Regions from separate parts of the Mus musculus genome. Here all the other regions are linked to region 1. The links are chromatin contacts, called in public ChIA-PET, Hi-C and HiChIP or PLAC-seq maps. All regions are on one chromosome and are shown on one strand. Each heading gives the region's core, a stretch centred on a gene start, on an enhancer-like site or on the middle of the called end of the contact. The rest is flanking DNA. Distances are from core to core; before and after follow the strand shown.

Region 1 (2,742 bases), core at 174-2,673:
CTTTAAAAAGTAAATGCTACTAATTGAGAATATTTGCTTACATGACAATAATGGTCCAAGAAAGGCAAAGACAAAAGAGACATGTTTGTCCTAGAACTTATAGAATCAAGCCGTTTGTTACCAGCAGTTTTTAAAGAGGAACATTAAAAAAAAATCAAGATCTATTTTCAAAAATCTAAATTACAGAATAAATCCTTCCTACCCACAAAGTTCCAAGAACGAGGGCAAAACAAGCAGAGGTCCCAAATGGAAAGATAAAATCAATGAAAGAGAATTTCACAGTTGCCTCACCTCTAGTGCAGAAGATTGCAGCGGGGCCAGCGGGTTTATTTGCAGCTTGGTTAGCATAAATCGAAAGGAGAGTCTCCTTTGCTTGCCTCTTTTCCACCCCTTTCCTAAACCGGGCTTCCAACCTCTCTGCCCGTCCAATTGATAACCTAGGAAATGCGCCGCCTGCAAAGTGAGTGCCTGGAGCAGGGGACAGTTCCTGAGTGGCCACCCCTCCCTCGCTTTGGGTGACGCTCCACTTCCTGTTAGGCAAAAAGGCTTTCCCAAGAAGCTCGGTTTTGTAGTTTCCAAGCCACCTCCCCAAACCAGACCCCCTTTCCGGGTTTCCCCTTCTAGGTAATAACTTTTAATCATTCACGTGATCGGCCAGCTGACCTTGTCTAAACAATCCCCTAGAAAGATGCTGGAGAGTGTCTCTCTAGCCAGCCCAGGCCCACAAGGCTCATCCCCAGCCTCCCACCCAACAGGCTTGTATCTGCACCTCCTGAAATGGACCATAGTGACAGCTACTGTCTTGGGGGTGACAAGGATGCTAAAGGAACCTGTCTGCGGTTGCCTTCAGGGCTACAACCGAATGAGGTTGCAGGGGAGAAACAGCAAGAAGCGGACCTCAAGGCCATAGTCTATGGCCCTCTTCCTAAAGGACGTTTTAAAATACCTTTAAGTGTTTCTTTTGCAAAGCACTCAACGATCGCGTCCCGCGTGACGGTTTCCGCGGGTGGGGGTGGACTCCCTTAGCGTTGACCTCGGGAAGCCATTCTCGCACATCCCGTGCAGTGGCGGCGCAGCACGTGGCCGCCTGGGCTTTTCAGTGATGCTGCCTAAGGCACAGCGGGGATTTGAGGTCCTTTAGGGGGTTAATGCTGAAGGAGCAGGAGCGGGCTGCACTGCATCCGGGGACGATAGTGATGGGCGATCTGGGTGGGTGACAGCGGGCCCTGAACCAGTCAGCCACGTCTGCAGAGAGCCAGCAGGGGTATCTTTCGTGAGTTCAGGAGATAGGACCCCTAGCTCAGCTAGAGATAGATCCCCAAGCTTTCAGCTCGGACTTTCCGCAGCCCCCAAGCCCCGCCTCCTCCCCGTAAGCCCCTCCCCTGCCGGAGTCCCCGCCCCCGCCTCCCGCTTTCCCGTCCCAGGACGCGTTGCGCGGCCCGGGCCGGAAGTCCTCGAATTCCCGGGTGTGTGTCTGTGTCTGTGTCTCGCGGCGGTGCCGCGGCGGTCAAGCGCTTTGGGGTCCGCGTTTGAAGCGTCACCGCTGTCACTGCCGCCACCATACCGAGTCACTTCTAGAGGGACGGAGACCCGGCCCTTCGCCGGGTGGAGAAGATGTTGCCCCTGTCCATCAAGGATGATGAATACAAACCACCCAAGTTCAATCTGTTCGGCAAGATCTCAGGCTGGTTTAGGTGCGGGGTGCTGTGATTGCTGGGAGGGGGCTGCCCGGGATGCTGAGACAAAGCTGGGTGCTAAGGATGGCCTGAGGTCCAGCATGGGAGCGTCACCCTCCTGCTGTGGTGGAACGAGCATGCGGACTGGGTGGGTTTTGAGGGGTCCCCGCAACCCCCTTGGCTCCTGCTTGCTTCTGATCACCTGTATCGTGCCCAGGTCCATCCTGTCGGACAAGACATCCCGGAACCTGTTTTTCTTCCTGTGCCTGAACCTCTCTTTCGCTTTTGTGGAACTACTCTACGGCATCTGGAGCAACTGGTAACCAAAGGGGAAGATGATTGGGGCGGAAGCAGAGGGTGAGGGAGACAAGCCACTATTTGCTTAGTGCCACGTAGCTCCTTACCGGCAGGTTCACGTCTTACCTTTGCCACTACCACTTTTGCTGAGTTGCTCTCAGCGTACTCTCACCAAAAGGGAAGGGCTGCAGTTCTAAGATCGGGGACTCTCATTTCCTGCAACTCCATTAAACAGAACTGACAAACAGGCCCCCTCCTCATATTTTTTTTTTACTTTTTTATTTGGCAGATGCAATGAATCTCTTTAACAGCTTGCCTTAGCTATGCCTCAGGAAAAATGAGAGGATCCTGTTAGCTAACCTACCTGTGGGTGTGGCTTTTTTTTTTTTTTTTTTTTTTTTTTTTGGATTTCACTCCTAAGATTCTGAGAGAGAAAGATCTGAATGGCCCTGTTAAATTTATGATTGCCTTTGAATGACTTTTGAAGAGGTTTGTGAAGAGACCGTTGGCAAAGCATATGCCATTCTCTTTTCCAGTGAAACTGTCTTAGGATTTTCCTTGTATCTTTACTGCAGTAGAAAATCCCATACAGTTTTCTGAGAATGCCATTTTGACTTGAAGGCTTTGGTGTCACCTTTGGGCTTTTTTGTTTGTTTGTTTTTGTTTTATGGTGTCAAGATTTGGGTCGAAGAGAGTCCGGTGTCGCTAAGGAAGTAAAGTCACTGGAATTTAAGTATTTGCTGTGGGATAACTTCTGGGCTTGTGAAAC
Region 2 (2,742 bases), core at 179-2,678, 480 kb before region 1:
TAGCTGTGAATCTGACTTCCCATAGTGTAACAGTCCACTTCACCCAAAGTAGATTCTGCTTACAAAGAAGAGAGAAAGAACCAGGATTTCTCCCCTGTCCCCTCCATGTTCAGATTAAAATGAACATTAAAAGTGATTGTGAAAGGAAAAGATAATCTGTGGTCTTTGTAGATGTCAACAATGTGGGTGTGCTGCCTAGTGCTTTTGTTAACACAAGCTAAATTTACCTGGAAAGAAGTTATCAGTTGAGGCCTTGCCTCTATCAGATTGACCCATGCGTAAGTCAGAGGGGACATTTCCTTCACTAAAGATTGATGTGGGAGGGCACAGCACACTGGGCATTGTCACCTCTAGGCTTGTGGTCCTCGCCTGTATAAAAGTAAACTGAAAAAGCCATGGGGAGCAAGCCATGAAGAAACAGTCTTCCACGGTATCTGATGAGGAAGCATTCTTCCATGGTATCTGCTTCATTTCAGTTCCTGCCTCCAGGTTCCTGATTAAATCTCTGTTCTAACTTCCTTCAGTTATGCGGAAATGTAAACCAGATAAGCCCTTTCTTGCATAGTTGGTTTTGGTCAGTATTCTATCAAAGCAACACAAAGCAAGTTAAGAGCATAGAAGAAGGCAGATTCTACTGCCTGGTGGTAATTATATAGTAGTAAATACACACACACACACACACACACACACACACACACACACACAATCTTATTTCTCTGTGCCAGGCATTGATCCCAGGGAAGGTAGCTCCACCACTGAGCCACATCCCCACTCTGGAGACTTTCAAATCAGCATTTCCTCTTCCAGCAATGATATAACCTCTTCCTTTCCTATTCTGACCCTGGCAAGCATCTTCTGTGGTTAAAATTGGGTAGCAGTATGTACAGTTGATTTAACATATGCAACGTTCAAGCACTCTACAGTATCTGAGCAGGAAGTCAGAGGACAGAAATGTCTGGACTGCTGTGAACTGTAGTAACTTTAACCGACTGATGGCTAGATACAGGCAGAGTATTAGCCTGAAAGAGTTTGAGAGGCATGAGTTCACGGGTAGAAACTGAGGCAACTGTCCATCAGGTTTACTCATGACGTTTCTGCTGAGTCTTCTTTACAAATGTGTTTTAATGGTCCCCAAAGTCAACCAGGATCAAAATGCTAATTTCGGTCTTGCCTATTCCCAATATGTTGTAAGCTCTTCTATTATCTGATATTGCAAGCAGGTGATCTTCTACTCAGAACTAGAGATGTAGTTACTGGAGCAAAGGAGAGACATTGAAGTAGCCAGAGCTAAAAAATGATCCAATTTCCTACTGTTAAAGAAACATAGCAAAGGTGTGTCAGGGAGGGAATCAGGCTGAAGAACCCCACCACTGCCACTGCTACTACAACAGCCCCGAGAGGAACTGGAAGTGGGGGAAAGCCCTTTCTCTTTTACCTTCTTCCCCTTTCCACCCAGGCCTTCCCTTTTTCAGAAGCCCTAACTGGAAGCCGTGTGTTAAGGAAGTCTGGAAATGATAAAACAGCATCTCACCCATGAAACAGAGTTTTGAAAGGTGTGCTTGGAGCTAAGAGACAGCAAACAGCCAGATCTATCTTCTTGACCATTCAACATCTGTGATGGATAACGTTGCCATCTTGACTGGATTTAGAACCACCATGGAAATGCACTTCTGGGTGGCCATGACAGTGTCCTGGATAGTTTTGTGTCAACTTGGCGCAAGCTAGAGTCATCTAAAAGGAGGCAAGTTCACTTGAGAGAATGCCTCCATAGGATCCATCTGTAGAGTATTTTCTTAATTAGTGACTGATTAGGGAGGGTCCAGCCCACGGGGCATGGTGCCACCTCTGAGCTGGTGATCCTGGGTTCTATAAGAAAGCAAGCTGAGCAAACCATGGGGAGCAAGCCAGTGCGCAGCATGGGCCTGTGTGTCAGCTCCTGCCTCCAGCATCCTGCCCTGCTTGGCTCTCTGTCCAGACTTTCTTCAGTGATGGACTACAAAGTGGAAGCATAAGCCAAATAGACCCTTTCTTCCCCAGGTTGCTTTAGTGGTGGTATTTTATCACAGCTATAGAACCCCTAAGACAGAGGTGTTTTCAGACTGGACTAATTGCAGTGGGAAGAACAAGCTTAAGTGTAAGCCACACAACCCCATGGGCTGGATGGAATTCCAACAGAGTACAAAGGAGAAGCAAGCTGAGCACCAGTGTTTATCACTGATCAGTCCTGACTGTGGACACTATCCGACCAACTGCCTTGCACATTTGCTGTCCTGACATCACACGATGGACTGCACCTTCAAGCTGTAAGCCACAACAGACCCTTCCTCCCTTAAGATGTTCTTGTCAGATGTTCAATCATACCGTGAGGAAAAGTGACAAGAGTCCAGTGCCTACTTACAGAGCTCTATTTCAATAGCATTTCGTTTTGGCCCAATAAGTCAGGACAACTGTTTTTACAAAGATGTTTTTATCTACTGGAAAGATTTGCCCTAAGTTCCATCAGTTACCATAGCCTCGTTGGGGTGGTCATGTCTGTTCTATGCAGTCCTACTTGGACATTCTAAAACAGTGACCTGTAAAGCTAGCCACAGTAACAATACTTTTAAAAGCATTTTTATTTATTCTTTGAAAAGTTCAATCTTTAAAAAAGGGGGGGGGGATGGCTCAGCGGTTAAGAACACTGACTGCTCTTCTAAAGGTCCCGAGTTCAAATCCCAGCAACCACATGGTGGCTCACAACCA
Region 3 (2,742 bases), core at 178-2,677, 410 kb after region 1:
TTTTCAGTTTACGTGGGTTATTGGCTTAGGTATTTGTGTTGGTCGCAAACCTCCCCATTAGTGACATGGCTAGAGCTGTCACTTCCCATCAATGCTACTCTCCCCTTCCTTTAAACTAGTAGTATTTCTAACTGGATACCCAATAGCCTCCCGGACCAACTAGCATCTTTGGATCTGGCTGCTACTGAGTTACAAATATGAAGAAAACGTATTCTGGGAGACTTCTGTGAGTCCTTAAAGGGAGGTACCGTTTCCACTTCGTCCTTTTCCTTTATTTCTTGGCTGCAGTGCAGATACAGTGGGAAGCAACTGGACTAAAAGGAAACTGGAAGATTCTAGGGATGGATGGACAACAGCCTTGGATCTTGGGTCTCTGTATGACATGGTCTTCCCTTACTTAATCTAGTAGTCTAAATAACACTAGGTCTTGATATTTAAATTTGTATTTAAAAATACTCAGGAGATTTTACTCCCACCCTTGTAATCCCTAAGGAAAGAACTTACCTTCTGTGTATTATATTGGCAATCACATCCTGGCCAGCCTTCCGGTTAAGAATTACTATCCTCATTCCATAGTTGAGAACACTGAAACTTTCTGGAAGAAACTGATCTGTACCCAGCAGGCATGGCATAAGAATTCAGCAGCAGGTCTGTTCCCACAACCTGGTCTTCTGCCTAGGAAGGAGGTGGTGAAACCCACATGGACATCTGCTGGAATGGAGACATCAGTGGTCCCATCTGATTTATCTGGGTGTTTCCTGAGCAGGGAGGAGATGCAAACATGACTATGGACTAAGGTTATCCCCAAGAAGCCAGTCTTTATAATGAGGGAAAGAGCTGGCACTGTTCTTGGTCCTGGTTTATGATTCCTGTGGAAGAGGCTCTTTTTAATACAGGCAGATGAGTCTAAATATTCTTTTTTATTAGATATTTTCTTTATTTACATTTCAAATGCTACCCCCAAAGTTTCCTATACCCTCCCCCCTCCCTGATCCCCTACCCACCCACTCCCACTTCTTGGCCCTGGCATTCCCCTGTACTGGGGCATGTAAGTTTGCAATACCAAGGGGCCTCTCTTCCCAGTGATGGCCGAGTCTAAATATTCATAAACAGCCTCTTACTCAGATACAGAAGTCGGGAAGAGGGAGAAAATCAGAGAAAAGGCTACCATTAAAAGTATGATACAGCCGGGCGTGGTGGCACACGCCTTTAATCCCAGCACTCGGGAGGCAGAGGCAGGCGGATTTCTGAGTTCGAGGCCAGCCTGGTCTACAAAGTGAGTTCCAGGACACCCAGAGCTATACAGAGAAATCCTGTCTCGAAAACCAAAACAAAATAAAAAAGTATGATACTGGGTGGATTCGTCACATGATTAGAGTAGTAGATGGACGTTTCATGTCTACATTCAGGTGCAGGCGAGAAGCAGCCAGAGAACAGTGCCACCACGTGGTAGAGAAAGGAACAGCAACGGCAACACCTGGGAACAGACCTAACCTGATTGACAACAGCCTTTTTTGAGGGAACTCCTGGTGACCCTGGTTAAAAAGAGAGATGCCCTAGGAATTCAAGTCATGTGGAGAATGCTTGATTTCCAGCACAATACAAATGAGGACTCAATGCAGCTTGGGAACAAAGGAGTATCATATTGACAAAGCCACTTGAGCTCTTAGCTATTCCCAAGTCCAAGGAAAGGAAAGTCATTTGCACAACCAGACAGCCAGTAAAAGCTGATCTGATTGATTTTCCTTGAGTGATTCTCTCAGCCATCACCAACAATCCCAGATGTCTCAGAAAGCTTAGAAAAAATAATCTACTTTGGGTTTAGGAGAGAGGGCAGAAGCAGTAAAGAATGGGTCAGCAAGAGAGATCTGGGCTGCAGGCAGGCAGCACATTAAGGAGATGGAGTGACTCAGTGTCTACCCAAACCTGAGATGTTTACAGCTAGGCTCTGACTACACACTGAGATAAAACTCCAGACGTAGGCATATGTCTCCTGATCACAGACTCAATTCTATTCTCCATATCTGTGTCTTTAAACACACTTGTTTCTTGAGGTTAAACCGAAAGCATTTCTTCCTTGTAACTTGACGAGTTGAGGCCAATCAGAGACAGAGGGTAAGACAGGAGTCCTTGAGATGCTACATCAAGAAGGCCCCTGAGTCCTTGCTGTAAGAGCCAGGTCTCTTGAAAGATCATATTTACACCTGGCCAGAACTGTAGATCTCTGGAGGCTGTGGATGGCACTTGACTATTGTCTGCTCGGTTTGAATAAAAGTCATAGAGGAGGGAAAACAGACATGGTTAGGTTCTTTTGTAACTCATATGAGAGTTGTTCTAAGGATTTAATGGCAACTGGTGGGGATGTGTCTTGGACATAAGTACCCCATCTGCAGCCATCTGACTTCTGCTCATTAACAGACACTAGAAGACAGCTTTCTGTTTGGGGGTTATTGAGCAGAATTACCTGTGGTAGTTCCGATATGTGTCTTTCCCTCAACCTTTGAGACTCTGACTTAGTAAACTTGGGTTGTATCTGAGACTGTTTCTTTTTCTGTTTTTCTTTAAATATTTTTTTATTACGTATTTTCCTCAATTACATTTCCAATGCTATCCCAAAAGTCCCCCATGCCCCCCTCAACCCCCACTCCCCTAACCACCCACTCCCACTTTTTGGCCCTGGCATTCCCCTGTACTGGGGCATATAAAGTTTGCGTGTCCAATGGGCCTCTCTTTCCAGTGATG
Region 4 (2,742 bases), core at 112-2,611, 340 kb after region 1:
TGTGCAAGGGGAATACAGTCTCTACCACTGAGCTATGCCTCATCTTGAAGTTTTACCCTGACTGTCAAGTGTGGCGCTCAACAGGGAATGATCTTCTTCAGGATTCACCAGGAAAGCTGTGTAGAGCTCCAGACAAGGAGACAATGGGCTGCTAAGACAGTGTAAGCAAATCTGGCTGCAGATAGACTCTGAAAGTGCCAGGGCTGTAGTTGTGGGGTTGAGAGTTTAGGAGCCTGTGGTATGGAATGGGAAAAGTAGTCAGAAGACGGTCAAACAGAGGGACCTGGAGAATTATATCTCCCACACACTTATGCATGTGAACAAGTCTGTGTAGTATGAGTTCTGACAACAACAGCTCTTGAGCAAGGCCCGTGGAGGCCTAAGGTTGTGGGTGGGGCTTGTGATTTGAAAGAGATTTTTTTATTAGGTATTTTCCTCGTTTACATTTTCAATGCTATCCCAAAGGTCCCCCATACCCACCCCCCTAATCCCCTACCCACCCACTCCCCCTTTTTGGCCCTGGCGTTCCCCTGTACTGGGGCATATAAAGTTTGCAAGTCCAATGGGCCTCTCTTTGCAGTGATGGCCGACTAGGCCATCTTTTGATACATACGCAGCTAGAGACAAGAGCTCCGGGGTACTGGTTAGTTCATATTGTTGTTCCACCTATAGGGTTGCAGTTCCCTTTAGCTCCTTGGGTAATTTCTCTAGCTCCTCCATTGGGGGCCGTGTGACCCATCCAATAGCTGACTGTGATCATCCACTTCTGTGTTTGCTAGGCCCCGGCATAGTCTCACAAGAGAGAGCTATATCTGGGTCCTTTCAGCAAAATCTTGCTAGTGTATGCAATGGTGTCAGCATTTGGAAGCTGATTATGGGATGGATCCCTGCATATGGCAATCACTAGATGGTCCATCCTTTCGTCACAGCTCCAAATTTTGTCTCTGTAACTCCTTCCATGGGTGTTTTGTTCCCATTTCTAAGAAAGGGTAAAGTGTCCACACTTTGGTCTTCGTTCTTCTTGAATTTCATGCGTTTGGCAAGTTGTATCTTATATCTTGGGTATCCTAAGTTTCTGGGCTAATATCCACTTATCAGTGAGTACATATTGTGCGAGTTCCTTTGTGATTGGGTTACCTCATTCAGGATGATACCCTCCAGGTCCATCCATTTGCCTAGGAATTTCATAAATTCATTTTTTTTAATGAGGCCCTCATAGGCTTGTCTATTTCAGTGGTCACTCTATAGTTGGTGGAGCTGTTTGAAAGAACTAGGAGGTGTGGCCTCCTTGGAGGAGGTATCTCAGTGGATGTGGCTTTTGAGGTTTCAGTAGCTTGTGACATCTCAATTAGCTTTCTCTATCTCTTTCTCTGTCTCCTCTCACCCTGCCTCACATGCTTTCAGAGCAGATGTAAGCTCCCAGCTACTGCTCCAGTGCCCTGCCTGCTTGCCTGTTGCTATGCTTCTTGCCATGATTTTCATAGATTCCATGCCTCTGGACCATGAGTCCCTAAATTAAGTGCTTTCTTTTATATGTTGCCTCGAACCTGGTGTGTAGTCATAGCAATAGAGAAGTAGCTAAGACAGAGGTTTAACTAAGATGACTCAAAGCCTTGGCATAAATGGAAATAGAAAGGATATGGAAAAGGAAGATGGGGTCAGAAATGAAGCCTACAAGCCTCCTGGAGACAATTTTTAGCTAGGTGGTTGTGACACAAGCTAGAGTAAGCTGGGAAGAGGGAACCTCAACTGAGGAATAGCTCAGCTCAGCTTGTTCTGTAGCCATGTTGATGAAGGACTGTTTTGTTTGATGATGTGTGTGTGAGGGCTTAGCCCACTCTGGGTAGTGCCATCCCCTAGGCAGGCGGGTCTGGACTGTATAAGAAAGCTAGCTGAGAAAGCCAGGAAGGCAGTCCGACTCCATGGTTTCTCCTTCAGGTTTCTGCTTTGACTTCCTTTGGTGACGGACTGTTACCCCAGAGTGCGAATTGACATCAAATCCTCTCGTCCCCAAAGTTGTTTTGGCATTTGTCTCAGCAACAGGATGAAATTAGAACAATGATTTTACTCTATATTTATTTGTTCCAGAAAAAAGCCAATGATATACAGTTCTAGTTCTGTCTCTTCTCATTCTTTTATCTAGTACATTTAGTGGTGGTGGTATTTGTGTGTGTGTGTGTGTGTGTGTGTGTGTGTGTGTGTGTGTGTGTTTCAAGACAGAGTTTCTCTGAGTAGCCTTGACTGTCCTGGAACTAAGTAAACCAGGCTGTCCTTGAACTCAGAGATCCTCCTGCCTCTGCCTCCCAAGTGCTGGGGTTAAGTGGGGTTAAGGTTGTGTGCCACCACACCTGGCTCTATCTAGTACATTTTATTAATCTTTTCACTTAGTTTTTATATGACATTCACCATAGTTTTAAATTTTCCTTACAATGTAGCACATCATAGGGACTTAAAAAATTCTTTTAATGTCAGTATCTTCCCATATAGCCCAGACTAGTCTCAAATTTCTGATCCTCCTATCTGAACCTTAGGAGTGCTGGAATTACAGGTGTTCATCACCATGTCTCGTTTTTCTTGAGAACACTTAGCAGATACCTGTCATGTATTTTGTCATATAGACTGCATCCCTGTCTTAGTCAGGGTTTCTATTCCTGCACAAACATCATGTCCAAGAAGCAAGTTGGGGAGGAAGGGTTTATTCAGCTTACACTTCCACATTGCTGTTCATCACCAAAGGAAGTC
Region 5 (2,742 bases), core at 165-2,664, 340 kb before region 1:
CTCTCCTTCATTTCATGTTCTTGCAGACTCTGTGGAAACCAGATCTCTACTCTGGAATCTCCTGTCCCCTGAGTTTCATGTTTTACAATTTATGCCTATTTTCCTTTCATCAAGGCCATTTACATCTTTAATTTCCTTACTAGATACAAATTTCCTGTGCATAGGACATGGCTTTGAGGAAAAACATATTCTGTGTTCTTGTATAGAAGTCTTTAAGTTCAGAAACCTCTATGTCTGTCTTTAAGGTTAATACGTTTAGTATAATTTTACAGGCTATTGTTTAAATCTTCTTGTTTAAATTCTTTCTCTCTTTCTCTCTCTCTCTCTCTCTCTCTCTCTCTCTCTCTCTCTCTCTCTCTCTCTCTCTCTGTGAGTAGTAGCAAAAGAACCTTTTCATTTTAGAAAGAAAGAAAAGAAAGCAACCCCATAAATTAGAAGGCAGTGCATTTATAATGGACAAGACTGCTTTAAACGTGTGTGTGTGTGTGTGTGTGTGTGTGTGTGTGTGTACCACATAGTGGTCATTATAACAAGTGAATTGACTTAAACTTCTCTTGGAATGCTTCCTATCATTTAGTTTTTAGAAGGACAGAGAAGAGTGCTTATAGTTTAATACTTCTTTGTAGAGATAAAACCACTCCTAAGAAGACCCCATCTCATACATATATCATATAGCTGTAGTGTGAGTGGAGGTGTTTTACTCTGATCTCATGCACATATGCACATAGCTATAGTGTGTGAGTTGTCGTGGTTTACTCTGAAGCTAATGACGAGTGTATCTTATAAACCCCTCCCTTGTGTAGGAGTCTTTTAAGGTCATGGACCTAACTGTGTGGGAGTAATTTTGTCCTCTTATAATGAACCTCCAAATAAAATGTTTCAGATGCCATCTCCAAAGAGCCCCAAGTGCTGGACCTCTGCCCCAAGTGTCTGAACATGGAGGATATACCACTAAATACACCATTAACTGCTAAAGACATTTGCTTAACAAGAGTGATTCAGGCCTGGGGGATGGAGAACAGCAAGCACAAACACTACCTACCACACAGAGCAAACAAACACTGAAACAGAAACCTAGTGGATCATCCCTCTGCCTTCCACACCATGTTGTTGAGGCAGCTACTGTATCTTACACAGGCAGTGCTGTGTGATTCTTACAAATCAGCAGAGACAATAAATAGGACCTGGTGACAATGTGGTCCTCCTGCCTTTACGTGAATTAATAAGAACCCAGGGGCTAGAAGCAGAGCTGTGGGTTTGGGTGGCTGTCTAGAAAGCTTTGTTGTCAAATTCCTTCCTTTTCTGTACGTGGACCGTCTATCCCATCACACAGACTATCAAAGAGAAGGTCATGAAACACAGAGCCGTGGTGGGCGTGCCATCAGCGTGTGCTCGATGAGTAATTGAAGAAAGGGTCACTTTGGTGACAATCTGTGGCCCAGGCACTCCTTGTCATAATGCGTCTTGCTGTTTGCACGGCTCCAGGGAGCCTGGTCATTTGGTGAACCGTGAAAGAGCCAGCGTTTCAGGCAACAAAGCCTTAGTCCAGGGATGGGCTCGCAGATTTCAAAGCAAAATTGTGTTGCTGACTGCAATTGTGAGACTCACTGGGAATGATTTGGGATATTCAGGATGGATCTTTTCATAGGAACCTTCCCACTTTATTGAAAATAGATTTCTTCTTTACCCCTCACATAACATATGTTGATCATCCCCGGGTTCTCCTCCCATCTGGACCCGCCCCCTTCCTTTGAAGGGATAATAATAGAATAATATAAAATGAGATGACATATAATAAGAGAAAAGAAAATCTAACACATAGGAATAGGGAAAAACCAAATAAACACAAGAAAAGGGGCCCAAGAAAAGGCACAAAGAGACGAGACACAGAGATCTGCTGGGTTGTGCAATCAGGAATCCTTAAAAACACTAAATTGGAAGCCATAATATATACTTAAAGGACCTGTAGGGTAAAAAGAAAGAAGATAGAATATGTCTAAATAAAATAGAATAGAATAAAATAAAAATAAAGAAAGAAAATGGGGTTGGGGGAGAGGAGAGAGAGCAAGGAACCTGTAGAGCCTCTGTTGGCCATCTGCTGATAGACATGACGCCTGCCCTTAAGGTTGTTTGCTTCCCCCATGAGACAGACTCCCTTGGAGAAAACTGAGTTTACATTTGCAAGTGGTTCTCAATGGGAGCTTGTTCTGGGTTAAGAATGGGAGCGTGTGTCCACTTCTTCCTTTAGCGTGGTGACCCAGTGGGGCAGAGCCGTCCAGGCCGTGTGCAAGCTGCCCCAGTCTCTGTGAGTTCGTATGTGCTTCAGTCCTTGTCTTCTTGGCCTTCTCGCTCTTTTCATTCTCTGGCTCTTAGACTCCTTCCACTGGAGTGCCCCGTTGTCTGTCAGTGGGTCTCTGTGTTTGTTCCCACATGCTGTAGGAGGAAGCCCTGCTGATGATCGCACCGATCTAGTAATACAGCAGGTCACCAGGAATCATTTTATGGCCTTTTTGTTGAACAGTGGTGTTTGGTTTTCTCCTAGGTCCCTAGGCTATCTAATCCCAGGTCCTTAGTCACCCAACCAGTTTTGGGTTGGGCTCAGTCTTGTGGAGTAGCCCTTAAGGCAAACCAGATATTCGTTGGTGACTCCCACAAGATTTGGGCCAGCATTGCTCTAACATATCTTGCCAACAGGACACCACTATAGAGCAGTGGGCTTGTGGGTAGGTCCGTGTTTACATT
Region 6 (2,742 bases), core at 161-2,660, 320 kb before region 1:
CGCTACTTTGATGGCTCCTTGTGGTTTTCTGCTGACTGTCCCTTGTTTGCCTGTAGGTTACCCTCTCCACGCTCCCGAAGCCTACTTTCCATACTTCAAAAAGAACAACGTGACCACGATCGTGAGATTGAACAAAAAGATCTACGAGGCGAAGCGCTTCACAGACGCTGGCTTCGAGCACTATGACCTGTTCTTCATAGACGGCAGCACCCCCAGCGATAACATCGTGCGGAGATTCCTGAACATCTGTGAGAACACCGAGGGGGCCATCGCGGTCCACTGCAAAGGTGTGTGTGAGCTCTCAGCGGCCACTGTGCTGGGAAAGGGCGGGCCCAGACCCACCTAATAATGAGCCAGACCTGCGGGTGATAGGATACAATGGGATGTTTTTCTTTTGTACTAGATAGTTGGAACATGAGCCCATTTTAATAATCCCTTCCCTAAAGAAAGGATTAATCGCCTTGGTGGTGGGGCCCAGCTTTCTGGACAAGTCATGGCATGCACTTGTGACTCTTCTGAGCCCAGGCGCATTGACTCTGAACACCACTAGAAGGAAGTAACGCTTCCTTCAGAATTGATCATCTTTTCTTCGTACTCTTCCATCATCTGACATTTAGTGTTTCTATATGCGCGTACGTGTGTCTGTGTGTTCACACGTGTGTATGCCAGAGTTTGACAACTCAAGTCTTCCAATTTTGTAGTTTTGAGACAGGGTCTCTCACTGAAGTAGGAGCTTGCCTTTTTGGTTACACTGACTGGCCCGTGAGTCCCAGGGGCTCTCTTCTCTCTACACTCCCCATTCACGGGCACCTGCATTATATCTGGGTCATGACAGTGTCTGGCTCTAACTGCAGGACCCCCATTCTTGCTTGGCAGGTTTACTGACTTTCCTCCTAGCTCCTCTCGATGGCTTTCGGGTCTCTCTACTCTTCCACCCTCGCGCCGCCCCTCCCCTAAGTCTTATGCCTCATAGAATAGAGGGTCTTCCCACCCATTACTCGATGTGGGTTGTCTCAGAATTAACTGGAAGACTTTGCTGTGCAAGTGAATACCTGGCTTCTGGAGTGGGCACTGGTCAGGTAGAGCAAGTGTAGGTCCCAGCTTTTAACAAATCAAAACGCAAGATTTCCAGTTAAAATTGAGCGTTACATTAAAGTCGGAAGGAGCTCAGATTCCACTGTGGGTTTTCTAGTTTGGTGATCTTCATTTCCGCGGAGACGAATCACTCCTGGGAATGAAGCCTCTAGCATGCCACTCGCAGCTCTTCACGGTGCCGCGAGGTGGCGCTGCTCACATTGGCTTTGCGTCCACAAAGGCGGTTTTTTGTTGCACGGTTATGCAAATCGGCCAGTAGGTGTTGGGGATGGTACTGTTCTTTTCATGTGCGGAGCGCTGCTGTAACTGCCTTATTCAGACAGTGTGGCTTTGGTTCTGACAGAAATTAAAATACCATTTTGTAGGCCCTTGTTTCTATGTTTAAGATCTGAGTAGGTGGAGGAACTTTGCTGAACATGTGAGCTCTGAGCAGTGATGCCAGGCTGCGTTCTTCTCCCAGCAGCCTGGGAAGACAGGGAAGCGACCGGCACATGGCCCCCGATTTAGGGATGGTTCCCGAAGCCAGGCTGCATCTACCTTTGGCGCAGCTCTTCTCTCGCCCTTCTTTGTGCGGGGAAGACCCTGGCTTGCAGGACAGTAGTCCTCTCTCTGGGTTGTTAGACTAAGGTGTTCATTTGCTCTCTTCTTTGCTTCTGGTCTCTCCTGGGGCAGAGAGCTGGCTTGTTCTGAACGTTTCTTTGGCACTCTAAGTTTGTTTTATTGTAACCCTCCCGGCGGGAACGAAAGGACTCTAAATAGAATCTTGTGCCAGCCGCGTTTGACTATCAGGCTGTTGAGATTATGAACCCCACGAAAATGGATTTTCCTCAGCATTTTCCTGATGGGAGAAGCCAGCTAGAGGGAGATCTCTCTCTCTTTCTCTCTCTCTCTTTTTCATATCACTGACAACTTGTCGGGTCACTTTGCAAGTCTTAAGAGGGGGGTCACACTCTTCACTACAACACCTTGAGTGAATCCCCCTTTCTGTTTTCTACTCTCACATATATCTTTAGTTAGACCACTGCGGATAGGTGGCTGTACTTGGCTCTGTGTGTGTGTGTGTGTGTGTGTGTGTGTGTGTGTGTGTGTGTCTCGAGGTGGGGTAGGGGGAAGGGCAATTGGGACCCAGCCTCTGACCTAACTCTGGTAACATGGTGGTGGTCCCATGCTGTTAGAGTTTGCTCACATGCAGGACAAGGCCCACCATTCCCATATGCCATGTGTCAGAACCTGGGAGCCTATGGAGTGTGATAATGAAGCTTTAGTATGGGACACGCCGATCGTCTCTTTTGAAGGAAGTTCAGTTTCCTATTTAAACAAACAAACAAACAAAAAATCAGCATTTTCCCTAGGGGATTAATTTGGCCTTTTCCTAGTCAGTATTATTATGACAAGGTTCTGTGTATATCTGTATATTTATAAGCTATATTTTGGATCAACTGACTGGGGGGGCATAGCTTTCCTTTTTTATATACTTTTTTAATACAGTATTTTTTTTATCATGTTTCCCCTCCCCCCAATTCCTTTCCTATCCTCTTTACCTACCTACTCACCCAGAGACATGTTCTCTGTCTCTCTCAAAACAAGAAAACAAAAGACAAAAATCAAAATAAACAAAAAACCAATAAGATGAAAAAAAAAAGCCCA
Region 7 (2,742 bases), core at 93-2,592, 300 kb before region 1:
GTACTAAAAGCAGATATTTACAAAGAAACATCCAAACTAACTACACATTGGCTCATATTAAAGCCAAATTACTTAGTTATTTTTTATATGGCACATAGGTCTAGCTGAAATCTGACTAATTTGGGCTAGGATGTGGCCCCACACAATCACCCCAACCCTGGCCACGTCTCCCAAAAGGCTGCATCCAGATGGAGACAAGTCTCTTCCTGTTGCTGCTCCCAAGCACGGCATCTTTTAGTGAAGGGCCAGCCATTTCTTGCTCTTGGAAAATGTGCTATAATGTTGGAAGATTGGCTTTCAATAGATGTGTTAGCTTTACAAGAACCAAGTTTTCAACGTTAAATGCTTTAGAAGACACATTTTACTTCTTTTGTTTGAGAGGAGGCTTTTAAGGCGAGACAGACAGTGCTACAGAAGCTGCTGCGATGAATGTCGTCTGTGGCTAGGTATCTCTCTATGTGAAAGGCCGCTTCCTTTTGCTCAAGAAGCAGTTGCGTACATCATTGCTTAGCAACACTTGCTTCAGCTCTGACACCTTATTCATCTTTAATATTCAGGTTTAGATCAAGTCTTTCCAGAGACGGGGCAGGTTGAGTCTTTGAAACCAAGCAAGTGGAAGTTGTCACTTGGCAATTTTCACCCTAGGGCTGTCAGCACGCGCCGGCTCTTCAGCTCATAACCTATGGTTGAATTTGACATTCCTTTTCACTTTAGTTCCTTTAGCCTTTGTTCCCACTTCATTTTGTTTTCTCTTAAATCCCTAAAGACGCTACCACAATGTCTGCATTTGGGGCATCACATTTAAATATCTTAGCACGGCACCTGAGATCCATCATCAGAAAGGACGTTTCCCCAAGCTCAGCCGAATTAGCCAGTGCTGTGTTCTGTATGCAGTTTCCTTAGCTTGTGCTTGTTTGGGGGTGGAGTGGGGTGAGGTGAGGTATGATCTCGGCTGGATGAGTCCTGCTTTATCTTTCCAGATAGGGCCCAGCATTGTTTAAGGACAGGAATGCATGCTGAGAAATGTATCTGTAGGCAATTCTGGCGTCTGGTGCACTTTACAAACCTGGATGTATAGGCTGGCCATCACCAGCATACATGACCTTTAGAAGGTGGGACATGCAACCGCTGCCTTGTAACATGACATTGTATTTAATGGAAGACTTCCTTTCTTATGGGGGAGGGAGAGAGAAGAGGAGAGAAAAAGAGAGAGGAAGAGGGAGAGAGAGAGAGGGAGGGAGGGAGAGGGAGAGGAGAGAGATAAGCAGAGAGACACACAGAGAGAGAGAAACAGAGAAGAAAGAGAAAGGTGTGTATGTGCATACATGTGAGTGGATGCATGTGCACACAGACACTTGGCTTCTGAGCTCATAGGGAATGTCTGATTTCTTTAGATAGGGCTGGGCCCCTTTGCCTTGGATCTTGTCTGAGCCTCGGTCACAGGGCCTCAACGTGCTGGATCTCAGCTGTTCACTTCTCCCTTATTAAAGTAGGAATTTCTTAAGGGACAAGGATTCTGCTATCTATCTATCTATCTATCTATCTATCTATCTATCTATCCATCCATCCATTTTAAGTTTTTCAAGACAGTTTTTCTCTGTGCAGCCCTAGCTGTCCTGGAACTTGCTCTGTAGATCAGGCTGGCCTTGAACTCACAGAGCTCCAACTTCCTCTGCCTCCTGGTGTTCAAGGCTTGGGCCAATGCCGTCCAGCTCGGTCTTTATTCTTAAATCCTCCTGTCTGTGTGTTTCATGTATTTGAAGAATTTGTCTGAATGCGTGACAAGGCAGAACCTTTCCCTGAGAGCAACAGTTCCTGGGTCTTCTTCCTGTATGAATTCATCAGCCGTCTCCAGACCTATACATTCCCTGTCAAGGACTCTGCTATTTCTTACTACTGCTGGAAACCCATAAGAGTCAAGCATCAGATAAGGGTTCTGATCCATGTCGGCCTGAAGTAGAAGGCTGGGAAGATACACGAGTGAGGGCAGGATGCTTTGAAGATACCAACATTTAAGAGCCTAGGCTACGCTTTTCTAAACATTTGCACAAAGGAAAGAAATACGAAGGTTGTTTTAAATCCCTGTTTTCACAGCTGGTATAGAAGATCAACTGTGACTCTATGCTATCCTAACAGCATTGGCTTATATATCCTAGGCTTCAAAAGTACGATTTGAGGGTTAGCTTCTAAGATAGAAGACAGATAGAGCCTGACTTGTTAGTGAACTGGTGTGGATGGATTTCTGAGCTATTGTTCATATTTAAAAAAAAAACTCATCTATTTAGAAATATTTAGTTTACTTAGAAATGTAATGGTATATTTCCCCTTTCTAGTCTAGTTGTTAAATATTTTGTTAATATCTTTCTTGTTAAGATATCATAGCATTGGGAAGATGACCATTGTTTATCTTAAATATTTTATCCTCTCTCTCTTTCCAGAAAACAAGCATCATTGTGGGTCCAAGGAGACATTTTTAGATCCAAACTAAAAAATAGACCATCCAGTGAGGGAAGTATTACAAAAATTATTTCTACCCTGGATGATATGTCTATTGGTGCAAATTTATCCAAATTACAAAGCACAGAAAGGATTGGAGAGGTGAGTTTTCCCCCGGAGGCATCTACCTCCCTAACACCAACATTCTTTGTCCATTTGTTCCTGCATTGAACACATATCTCGTAGACCTATCTTTTCTTTCTTTTTAAAACATCTATCTATCTATCTATCTATCTATCTATCTAT

What was found. Hi-C and Micro-C count contacts between places; a contact is called where the count stands out from the background. ChIA-PET counts read pairs in DNA pulled down with a chosen protein or histone mark. HiChIP or PLAC-seq counts read pairs in DNA pulled down with a chosen protein or histone mark.
Region 2: a contact with region 1 is called in an H3K4me3 HiChIP or PLAC-seq map of bone marrow-derived macrophages, with 4 times the contacts expected there. The contact joins the enhancer-like site here to the promoter of Slc30a7 in region 1. A contact is called at or near these places in 3 of 39 promoter capture datasets (cranial neural crest, embryonic stem cells and liver), 2 of 484 Hi-C or Micro-C datasets (the HPC-7 cell line and bone marrow-derived macrophages), 16 of 115 datasets of contacts at active chromatin or transcription factors (the 230-238 cell line, the NIH/3T3 cell line, bone marrow-derived dendritic cells and 10 more) and 4 of 9 other capture datasets (adipose tissue, liver, macrophages and 1 more).
Region 3: a contact with region 1 is called in an H3K27ac HiChIP or PLAC-seq map of regulatory T cells, with 9 times the contacts expected there. The contact joins the enhancer-like site here to the promoter of Slc30a7 in region 1. A contact is called at or near these places in 4 of 39 promoter capture datasets (the C10 cell line, liver and pre-B cells), 1 of 484 Hi-C or Micro-C datasets (effector CD8 T cells), 13 of 115 datasets of contacts at active chromatin or transcription factors (the 230-238 cell line, CD4 single positive thymocytes, the SCID.adh cell line and 10 more) and 2 of 9 other capture datasets (adipose tissue and liver).
Region 4: a contact with region 1 is called in an RNA polymerase II ChIA-PET map of effector CD8 T cells, with 57 read pairs. The contact joins the enhancer-like site here to the promoter of Slc30a7 in region 1. A contact is called at or near these places in 12 of 39 promoter capture datasets (the 3T3-L1 cell line, the C10 cell line, the HPC-7 cell line and 8 more), 1 of 15 datasets of contacts at CTCF or cohesin (embryonic stem cells), 1 of 484 Hi-C or Micro-C datasets (nephron progenitors), 38 of 115 datasets of contacts at active chromatin or transcription factors (the 230-238 cell line, CD4 single positive thymocytes, CD8 T cells and 24 more) and 4 of 9 other capture datasets (adipose tissue, embryonic stem cells, liver and 1 more).
Region 5: a FOXA1 HiChIP or PLAC-seq map of pancreatic cancer cells shows a contact between it and region 1. The contact joins the enhancer-like site here to the promoter of Slc30a7 in region 1. A contact is called at or near these places in 8 of 39 promoter capture datasets (cranial neural crest, frontonasal cranial neural crest, hematopoietic stem and progenitor cells and 4 more), 1 of 484 Hi-C or Micro-C datasets (bone marrow-derived macrophages), 14 of 115 datasets of contacts at active chromatin or transcription factors (bone marrow-derived dendritic cells, bone marrow-derived macrophages, embryonic basal ganglia and 10 more) and 4 of 9 other capture datasets (adipose tissue, liver, macrophages and 1 more).
Region 6: a contact with region 1 is called in a Hi-C map of muscle stem cells, with 3 times the contacts expected there. The contact joins the enhancer-like site here to the promoter of Slc30a7 in region 1. A contact is called at or near these places in 16 of 39 promoter capture datasets (Sertoli cells, cranial neural crest, embryonic stem cells and 9 more), 1 of 15 datasets of contacts at CTCF or cohesin (embryonic stem cells), 6 of 484 Hi-C or Micro-C datasets (bone marrow-derived macrophages, cerebral cortex, embryonic stem cells and 2 more), 43 of 115 datasets of contacts at active chromatin or transcription factors (the 230-238 cell line, CD8 T cells, the SCID.adh cell line and 29 more) and 4 of 9 other capture datasets (adipose tissue, liver, macrophages and 1 more).
Region 7: a contact with region 1 is called in an H3K27ac HiChIP or PLAC-seq map of extraembryonic endoderm stem cells. The contact joins the enhancer-like site here to the promoter of Slc30a7 in region 1. A contact is called at or near these places in 11 of 39 promoter capture datasets (cranial neural crest, embryonic stem cells, frontonasal cranial neural crest and 5 more), 1 of 484 Hi-C or Micro-C datasets (bone marrow-derived macrophages), 20 of 115 datasets of contacts at active chromatin or transcription factors (the 230-238 cell line, CD8 T cells, the SCID.adh cell line and 11 more) and 4 of 9 other capture datasets (adipose tissue, liver, macrophages and 1 more).

The regions. Positions count from the first base shown.
Region 1 is chr3:116,006,087-116,008,828 of GRCm38.p6, reverse strand. Slc30a7 (solute carrier family 30 (zinc transporter), member 7) reads left to right here and starts at 1,423. Exons shown (of 11, transcript NM_023214.7): 1 at 1,423-1,694; 2 at 1,894-1,995. The coding sequence starts at 1,615. It overlaps Extl2 (exostosin-like glycosyltransferase 2), which reads right to left and starts at 532. Exons shown (of 5, transcript NM_001163514.1): 1 at 292-532.
Region 2 is chr3:116,481,622-116,484,363 of GRCm38.p6, reverse strand. No RefSeq gene overlaps it. Among named protein-coding and RNA genes, the nearest start is that of Rtca, 25 kb to the left of the region's middle. Within about 2 kb of position 1,428, at least 43 of the 459 cell types and tissues checked have an H3K27ac peak or open chromatin away from gene starts, as enhancers often do. A contact at or near this core is called in the HPC-7 cell line, bone marrow-derived dendritic cells and bone marrow-derived macrophages, where this site is marked.
Region 3 is chr3:115,595,461-115,598,202 of GRCm38.p6, reverse strand. No RefSeq gene overlaps it. Among named protein-coding and RNA genes, the nearest start is that of Gm40124, 45 kb to the left of the region's middle. Within about 2 kb of position 1,427, at least 6 of the 459 cell types and tissues checked have an H3K27ac peak or open chromatin away from gene starts, as enhancers often do. A contact at or near this core is called in regulatory T cells, where this site is marked.
Region 4 is chr3:115,668,045-115,670,786 of GRCm38.p6, reverse strand. No RefSeq gene overlaps it. Among named protein-coding and RNA genes, the nearest start is that of Gm40124, 28 kb to the right of the region's middle. Within about 2 kb of position 1,361, at least 29 of the 459 cell types and tissues checked have an H3K27ac peak or open chromatin away from gene starts, as enhancers often do. A contact at or near this core is called in CD8 T cells, the HPC-7 cell line, the SCID.adh cell line and 3 more, where this site is marked.
Region 5 is chr3:116,344,128-116,346,869 of GRCm38.p6, reverse strand. The region is part of intron 7 of Cdc14a (CDC14 cell division cycle 14A); the gene reads left to right. Among named protein-coding and RNA genes, the nearest start is that of Cdc14a, 79 kb to the left of the region's middle. Within about 2 kb of position 1,414, at least 15 of the 459 cell types and tissues checked have an H3K27ac peak or open chromatin away from gene starts, as enhancers often do. A contact at or near this core is called in pancreatic cancer cells, pancreatic islet and trophoblast stem cells, where this site is marked.
Region 6 is chr3:116,326,024-116,328,765 of GRCm38.p6, reverse strand. It overlaps Cdc14a (CDC14 cell division cycle 14A), which reads left to right. Exons shown (of 16, transcript NM_001080818.2): 9 at 57-287. Among named protein-coding and RNA genes, the nearest start is that of Gm46839, 69 kb to the right of the region's middle. Within about 2 kb of position 1,410, at least 35 of the 459 cell types and tissues checked have an H3K27ac peak or open chromatin away from gene starts, as enhancers often do. A contact at or near this core is called in cerebral cortex, muscle stem cells, neural stem cells and 1 more, where this site is marked.
Region 7 is chr3:116,307,996-116,310,737 of GRCm38.p6, reverse strand. Cdc14a (CDC14 cell division cycle 14A) reads left to right here. Exons shown (of 16, transcript NM_001080818.2): 11 at 2,439-2,598. Among named protein-coding and RNA genes, the nearest start is that of Gm46839, 51 kb to the right of the region's middle. Within about 2 kb of position 1,342, at least 6 of the 459 cell types and tissues checked have an H3K27ac peak or open chromatin away from gene starts, as enhancers often do. A contact at or near this core is called in extraembryonic endoderm stem cells, where this site is marked.